Regions from separate parts of the Mus musculus genome. Here region 2 is linked to region 1. The links are chromatin contacts, called in public HiChIP or PLAC-seq maps. All regions are on one chromosome and are shown on one strand. The core of a region is the stretch at or near the end of the contact, and the rest is flanking DNA. Distances in the headings are between cores, read along the strand shown.

The links. HiChIP or PLAC-seq counts read pairs in DNA pulled down with a chosen protein or histone mark.
Region 2: a contact with region 1 is called in an H3K27ac HiChIP or PLAC-seq map of embryonic stem cells, with 20 read pairs. The contact joins two enhancer-like sites. A contact is called at or near these places in 21 of 484 Hi-C or Micro-C datasets (the HPC-7 cell line, cerebellum, embryonic fibroblasts and 4 more), 5 of 115 datasets of contacts at active chromatin or transcription factors (bone marrow-derived dendritic cells and embryonic stem cells) and 1 of 9 other capture datasets (embryonic stem cells).

Annotation. Positions count from the first base shown.
Region 1 is chr6:60,992,367-60,996,097 of GRCm38.p6, forward strand. No RefSeq gene overlaps it. Among named protein-coding and RNA genes, the nearest start is that of Mmrn1, 50 kb to the left of the region's middle. Within about 2 kb of position 1,930, at least 17 of the 459 cell types and tissues checked have an H3K27ac peak or open chromatin away from gene starts, as enhancers often do. A contact at or near this core is called in embryonic stem cells, where this site is marked.
Region 2 is chr6:61,045,685-61,049,415 of GRCm38.p6, forward strand. No RefSeq gene overlaps it. Among named protein-coding and RNA genes, the nearest start is that of Mmrn1, 100 kb to the left of the region's middle. Within about 2 kb of position 2,122, at least 8 of the 459 cell types and tissues checked have an H3K27ac peak or open chromatin away from gene starts, as enhancers often do. A contact at or near this core is called in embryonic stem cells, where this site is marked.

The DNA.
Region 1 (3,731 bases), core at 680-3,179:
GACTTCACTGGCCCCAAGGACTGAAGGAAGGGGAATCATTATGGGGAGAGGCAGGGAGCAGGGGAAGAGAAAGGGTAGGCATGGAGACACACAGAGAGAGAGAGAGAGAGAGAGAGAGAGAGAGAGAGAGAGAGAGAGAATTCTTGATTGTATAAGACAGAGCCTCTGGGAGAAAAGCAGCCCTACCCTGGGCTGGAATGTTCAGTGTTAGAGCAGGGTAAGCTGGGAGAACATGGAGGCCAGGTCAGCTTTGATATGTAAAATATGTACCTTAGTCTCTTGTCCCTGGGGTCTAAAACCAAATGTCCAAGCATTTTGTTGATTAAAAAATAAATAAGGGATGACGCAATTGCCTATGACTATTTCCTGCTGACTTTGGGATGCTTGTTTTGGAGATGTGGGCAAAAAGCTGGAATGTTGGGAAGAGCTGGTTGTTTCACTTCTGTCCAGGACCTGTGGAACCATCTGGCTGTTAGGAAAGTGCACATCCAGTTTTAAGTCTTTGTGAGTGTAGACAGGAGTACCTGTAGGTAGCTGTTTTGGAGCTTTTCTGGACACAGGTTCAGGAGGAACACCTGGATATTAGGGGCAGAAGATAAAGTTAAGGGGTTTAGGGAGAAAAAGGTTTTTTATTTTATTTTATTTTATTTTATTTTATTTATTTATTTATTTATTTGTTTATTTATTTATTTATTTTTGGATATGTGTTTGAAACTCTTAGCGCAGGGTCTTGGGACTTGGAGGAGTGGTGGTGGTTCCAAGGACCAGGGAAATAAATCCCACCCTCAAGCATAGGCAGGTGGGAAAGAAACAGGATGTTTGTTAATTGACAGTAATTATCTTGAGTCAATTTTGATCAATTTTGAGGTGGACTTGAGTGGATTCCCTGAAGCTTACATTTTCTTAGGTTTACAAAAAGATAAGCCCTTCATAAGTGTGTTTCCTAACTTCAAAACACCATTCTAGACCCTCAAACACCTTCCCCAAAGCCTTCGTATCCTCAGACCTTACATAAACTTTTCCTATCCAATTATTTACCATGGGATACAGGTGGTTGATCACTGGGTTCAACCGCCTCAGAGAACTGAGAAGGATATATTGTAATCTAAATGGCCCGTGTGTCAATTAAAATGGCAGACTTACCCATTACCCAGTCACCAACTTCACTGAGTTTCTGTGATGTTGATGGCTTCACTGGGAACACTGGTCCCAGGGCAGAATCAATCTTTGGCTGTCTGGCCCAGCAAATCTGAGACTTCCTGTGGAGGAGGAACTTGAGAGACTGACCTTGTTTTGTCTTAACATTAATCTTTGTGGAATAGAAAATAAGGTAACAATGTCACATAAATAGAGCTAAGAGGTAATACCTTGAGTTGCTTGAACTTGCTTGGTTGGGTTTGCTTATAACTTACAATATACCTAACAAGTATAATGTAAGCAACTTTCTGCCATAGTGAAAGGATTCTTTTAGTAAAAAAAAAAAAAAAAAAAAAAAAAAAAAAAAAAAAGCCAGCACAAAGTGGAAAAGGTGGAAGGGAGATGTTCTTTTGCAGGGATTTCGAGAATCTTGCTTGAAGTTTAGTAGTAAAGACTCAGAGATATCTACATAGTTTAAGGTTTTTGGCCTTTTGCTGAGGCAGTTTCTCAGTGAGCCTCTAACTTAACCTGACTTCTCTTGCCATTGCGTGTCTCTCCACATGGTTCTCACTGCCTATTCCCCAGCTCAATCCTGTCTACCTTTTGTCTTTCTGCGTCTGCCTGACTCTCTCTCTCTCTGTCTCTCTCTCTCTCTCTCTCTGTCTCTCTCTGTCTCTGTCTCTCTCTCTCTCTCTCTCTTTCTCTCTCTCTCTCTCTCCCTCTCTCTCCCTCTCTCTCCCTCTCGCCCAAGCACTGGCTGCCACCAGCTCTTTATTATGCAAATAACCACATTCCTTACTCAACTGGTTAGCTCTGGGGCTACACGGGGGAGGTCACCTTTGCACCCCAGCTTGCCTTACTTTCAAAGGCAGGTGAGGAAGTGACATTTACATACCCTGCTAACCTGGTGCTGCCGCGTCCAATTAATAATTGAAAATACAAGCACACACTTTTTCATATCCAGAATATACCGTATGTGTGGGTCATCCCAAAAGGGTTGAGTTCTAAAGAGACAGTGGGCTTCTTCCTCCTCCAGCTGAAGAGTCAGTCACGGAGAACTCCTCCTGCCATGCTGCTCAGCGAGACCCAGAGTATTTTCCAGATTCTGTCTTCTGACACCGTTCTCTCACGCATGCTTAATAGATAACATGGTGGAGATGAAAAACTATCTATAACAATCTAAAAGCAAATATCCCGTGAGTCGGTGCACGCATGTGCTGAGCGACACTCCCAGAGTCAGGAAGCTGTTCGCCTCAGTCTGCTTCCTTCACGTTCCAGAAGGGCAAAAGTTAATCTTCTTAGGGACTCCTCTTTCTTTTTTGCTTTTGGCCAAACTTGTAGTCCAGAGAATTGAGATTTCCTATTTTAAGAATCCTTTGTTAGGACTAGAGAGATGGCCCTGTTGCTCTTGCAGAGGATCAACAGAACCCACATGGCAGCTCCCAATTACCTATGAAATCCCTGTCCTAGGTGATCAGATGACCTCTTCTAAGAGGTCCTCAATGCACTCTGGCGCGCGCGTGCGCACACACATAATTAATTAGTTAATAAATTAAAGAAACAAGTGTTTGTAAAAACCGTTTGTGCTTAAATATACTCTTTCGCACATTATTCTACCAATCCAAGGGAGAAATATCTCATTTCAAAAGAATGAGCTACTTTTATTTGGACAGTAACAAGTGATTCAAATATGGCATGCAGATTTTGTTGTTGTTTTTGGCTATTTAATCTTCTTGGTATTGTGTTATTTGTTCAAAAAAATATACTATTCCTAAGAATTCTAATTTGCAATTGTAAATACTCAGTTAAATTACACAAACATTTACTTTATATCTTATATACTTCATTTATAAAAAATGTCATTCATTATACATGCATATTAAATATGTATATAATATATTCCCTATCACTTCTATATAACAAATTGTCACTCATTTATTATTAACTATTATGAAACTAGTTAAAGTACATATGCGCATACAATACACAAGCTTTATCATGCACTGTCTGCTGAGTATGAACATAGTAGGAACCTCCCTCAGCTCCTTCAATGAAAACTACTCTTTTATTAGTGTGTCCTTCCTCATTCCAGAAAAATAGTGAGTAGCGTCCTGTCATCATCAAAGCCAATTTCAAATGTAGCAAAAATGTCATCAATCAAAAGCATTTACCTCCCATCTGTTATCTGGGGTACACGTGAGACACATTAAAGTGAAATATAGGCCTGCCTTGCTGGCATGTGCTATTTAGTCAAGTGGCTCTCCTGGGCTTCGCACACAGGCTGCATCAGTCCTAGAAAGGTTATTAAGTACCATTCCTTGGAGCCTTTACCACAGCTTATTGTGAATTCTCCACAAAACCTGCTACGATCCAACATGGTGAATTTGCATTCGTTTCTCTAGGTTAGCACGCCAATTGAATACAAAACTCTGGAAAAAGTCCAAATTTAAGAGGTTTTATGATTTACATATGAATCCCTTCATAGGTTGTGAAAGCCCAGGAATTTGCCTGGGGGATGTTTTGTGGGTGGTAGCTGTGATAGTTTTGTTTTGTTTTAATTTTTTGCTTCGTATTTGATTTTCTGAGACCAGGCT
Region 2 (3,731 bases), core at 872-3,371, 54 kb after region 1:
AGTGGTCTTACCACTGAGTTATCTCTCCAGCCCCACCTCTCCAGTTGTTTATAGTCTTATATCAAAAAGTCAGAGTCTTAAAGGAGCCCCATGTTGGCAGTGTGTCAGTCCTCTCATCAGAGAATTTCGGTATCACATGAGCTTCTGCCTACTGCCACACGCACTAGCAATGCTGCTTCTTGGTATTGTTGACCTGCAAGGACAACAGAACCAGAATGCCAGCAGCAGACAATGAGAGATAGTAGCACTCCTGTAGACTGGATCTTTCTTCCTGCTTGCTCTGAGTAAACTCTTTCTGCCCTTTATTTTTCTCACCTTCATCTCTCCTTTCTTTTCCTTCCTTCCTTCCTTCCTTCCTTCCTTCCTTCCTTCCTTCCTCCTTTCTTTCTTTCTTTCTTTCTTTCTTTCTTTCTTTCTTTCTTTCTTTCTTTCTTTCTTTCTATTAACATGTGCTTCCTCACTAACACACTTAGTCAATAAATTATTTGCATAGAATGCAAACTGCCATGGAACTTTGCTAAACAACCATAAAGCTTTTAAAAACTACAGAATAATCTCAAAAGAAAATTATACAAGGAAAAATACAAGATCCAAATCTGGACCTTTACCTCCCTAACAGAATGGAGCCAGCTCATTTCAGGGGATCACATGATTCCTTTTATTGGCTTCAGTTCGCATGTTCGATAGTCTACTGATCCTCTTCTAGATGTGTTTCCACAGGCTCCTGTCTTTAATGCTTTCAAACAGATGCTTTCAAACAGATGATGGCAAAATACAGTAGGTTTAGGTAAATTACCAAGGTTTCTTGATATAGAAGGAGCAATGGCTTTCCTGTGTTGAAAGGCAAGGAGTTTGCTAGCCATGCTGTTGGTTGTTCACATGAATATCACAGCCAAGATGGAAGCATTTAAGCAGGCAGCTACCCCTGCTTTAGAGCCTGTGTTTATCTTGCCCTTGCTCCAGCCATTATCCACCAGGCCATAGAAGCAAGTCATCCCTTTTCCACATTCATTCTCAACTCCTCCCTCATTCCTAGATGGCCTCATTATAGGAATCTGAATCCAGAAAGTCGGTGAGCCAAATACACCAGTTAAAATAACAGCCATAAAGTGCAGGAAACATGAACAGCACCATTTGCAAACAAATGATTTCCTTTCCTTCCCAGAGTCACAGGCTGTAACTGCCACAAACAGAGTCTTTATTCAAGTGTCAGGTCTCAAATCTGGGACAAATGGCTGAGATATCAAGCCAGACCCTGACCACTAGTTTCTCCCAGCATCTCTTCCTTACAGGATTGCATTCTTTACCCCTATCCTCAACTTCCCCAGCCCCGGGGCTAGGCTGTCTTTACTCCAGATGCTCTGCCCTATATGATCGAGCCATTTCTCTCCTGTTTCTTTTGCCTATTCTTCACCCTCTGGTCTGTTGGTCAGTCTCTTGACCTAGGCCACTTCTCTTGGTCAGTGGCTCTTCTTCCCTCTCCCTCCAACCTCTCCTCACATGGCCCAGCTCAGGGTCATGTTCACTTTGGACTCTGCCAAGTGTCTCTTTTATAGTTATGCTCTTTTATCTAAGAAATTTTCTCCTCCACCATACCTAGGAGCAGTCATGGTCTTTTTTTATTATTTTTTTCTTTTCATTAAAAGCAAAAACTATATCTCTGCAAGAACAAAGTATATATTGGCCACTGTATGAGGCACTAAGAAACTCTCTATCACTGCTGCATTTATTGTTGAGTTTCGGACACCATCCTCCTAAATCCCACCCAAGTGGAACAAACAGCTAAGGTGCATATTTGACAGACAAAAACAGACCTGGCCTTCAGTTTCTCCCAGCATCTCTCAGTCCCTACCTGGTGTACCAGGCCCTCTACCCTGAACTTTCCGGACCAGGGGCTGTGCTGCCCTTCCTTATATAACCCAGATATTTTGAACTCTCCACCCTTCATCTCTTTTTTCTCCCTCTCTCTATGAGCACTTTCTTTCTCTCCCTTTCCATGGTGATTTTCCTATCTAGCCACCTTCCTTGCGGGCATTCAACTTGCCCACATGTAGCCTCCAACAAGCCTAAAGCAGGCTGAGTCAGAACTTGACCTTGCTGCCACTGAGGAGATTATCTAGGGTGGAGCCTTCCTCCCTAGATCATTCTATTGTTCAGCCACTGAAGCTGTTCCTCTTCAAGATACTGCTACCTGCTGAGAGCCCCCTCCCACCATCTATTCCGGAGACTACGCCCTATCCTGCACGTCATCACCTGCAGCTGGTTCCAGGCTCCAAGGATGAATTGGCAGGAATGGGTCTCCCCCCTCCTTTGTAAAGCGTGTCCACCATTAAACGTTTGAACCTTGAGCAGACTAGTTGTCTTGGTTCCATTATTTCTCAACCTGCCTAGGCTCCTTCTTTTCTTTCAGTTCCAAGTTGCCTTCCAGGCTCGAACCCGGATATGAGAGCCACAGGCTGGCCCCAATACCCACTGAAGAGCAGCTTCCCAATAAACCTATGTTAATATATATTTGAATCTGAATTAGCTTGTTTTACCAGCATAGAAATAACTTATATATTTCCTGGGGAATGGGAAAGAAAGAAAGAAATCTGGGCAAGGTAAAAGAGCTAACACAGGTGAGACTCCAGCAATAAATATCTTACCATATGAGAGAACAGCCTTGATTTGAGAGGGATGAGATAGGCTGATTTCAAGACAGGCTTCAAATTGGCAGTTAGGAAGACTAGGCCTATTCTAAGGAGGAATGAAGTATCCACACGTTGGCTTTTCCTCTTCTTGATTTTCTTGTGTTTTGCAAATTGTATCTTGGGTATTCTAAGTTTCTGGGCTAATATCCACTTATCAGTGAGTGCATATCTAATGACTTCTTTTGTGATTGGGTTACCTCACTAAGGATGATATCCTCCAGATACATCCACTTGCCCAATAATTTCATAAATTCATTGTTTTTAATAGCTGAGTAGTACTCCATTGTGTAAATATACCACATTTTCTGTATCCATTCCTCTGTTGAGGGGCATCTGGGTTCTTTCCAGCTTCTGGCTATTATAAATAAGGCTGCTATGAACATAGTGGAGCATGTGTCCTTCTTACCAGTTGGAACATCTTCTGGGTATATGCCCAGGAGAGGTATTGCTGGATCTTCAAAATATTGCTGGATCTACAAAATACCCATGAAAGGAGTTACAGAGACAAAGTTTGGAGCTAAGACAAAAAGATGGACTATCCAGAGACTACCCTATCCGGGGATTCATCCTATTATTAGCCACCAAACCCAGACACTACTGCATATGCCAGCAAGATTTTGCTGAAGGGACCCTGATATAGCTGTCTCGTATGAGGCTATGCCAGTGCCTGGCAAATACAGAAGTAGATGCTCACATCTATACGATGAAACACAGGGCCCCTAATGGAGAAGCTAGAGAACGCACCCAAGGAGCTGAAGGGGTCTGCAACCCTATAGGTGGAACAACAATATGAACTAATCAGTACCCCCAGAGCTCGTTTCTCTAGCTTCATATGTAGCAGATGATGGCCTAGTCGGCCATCATTTGAAAGAGAGGCCCCTTGGTATTGCAAACTTTATATGCCCCAGTACAGGGGACTGCCAGGGCCAAGAAGTGGGAGTGAGTGGGTAGGAGAGCAGGGTGGGGGGAGGGTACAGGGAATTTTCGGGATAGCATTTGAAATGTAAATAAAGAAAATATCTAATAAAAAAAAAGAATTAA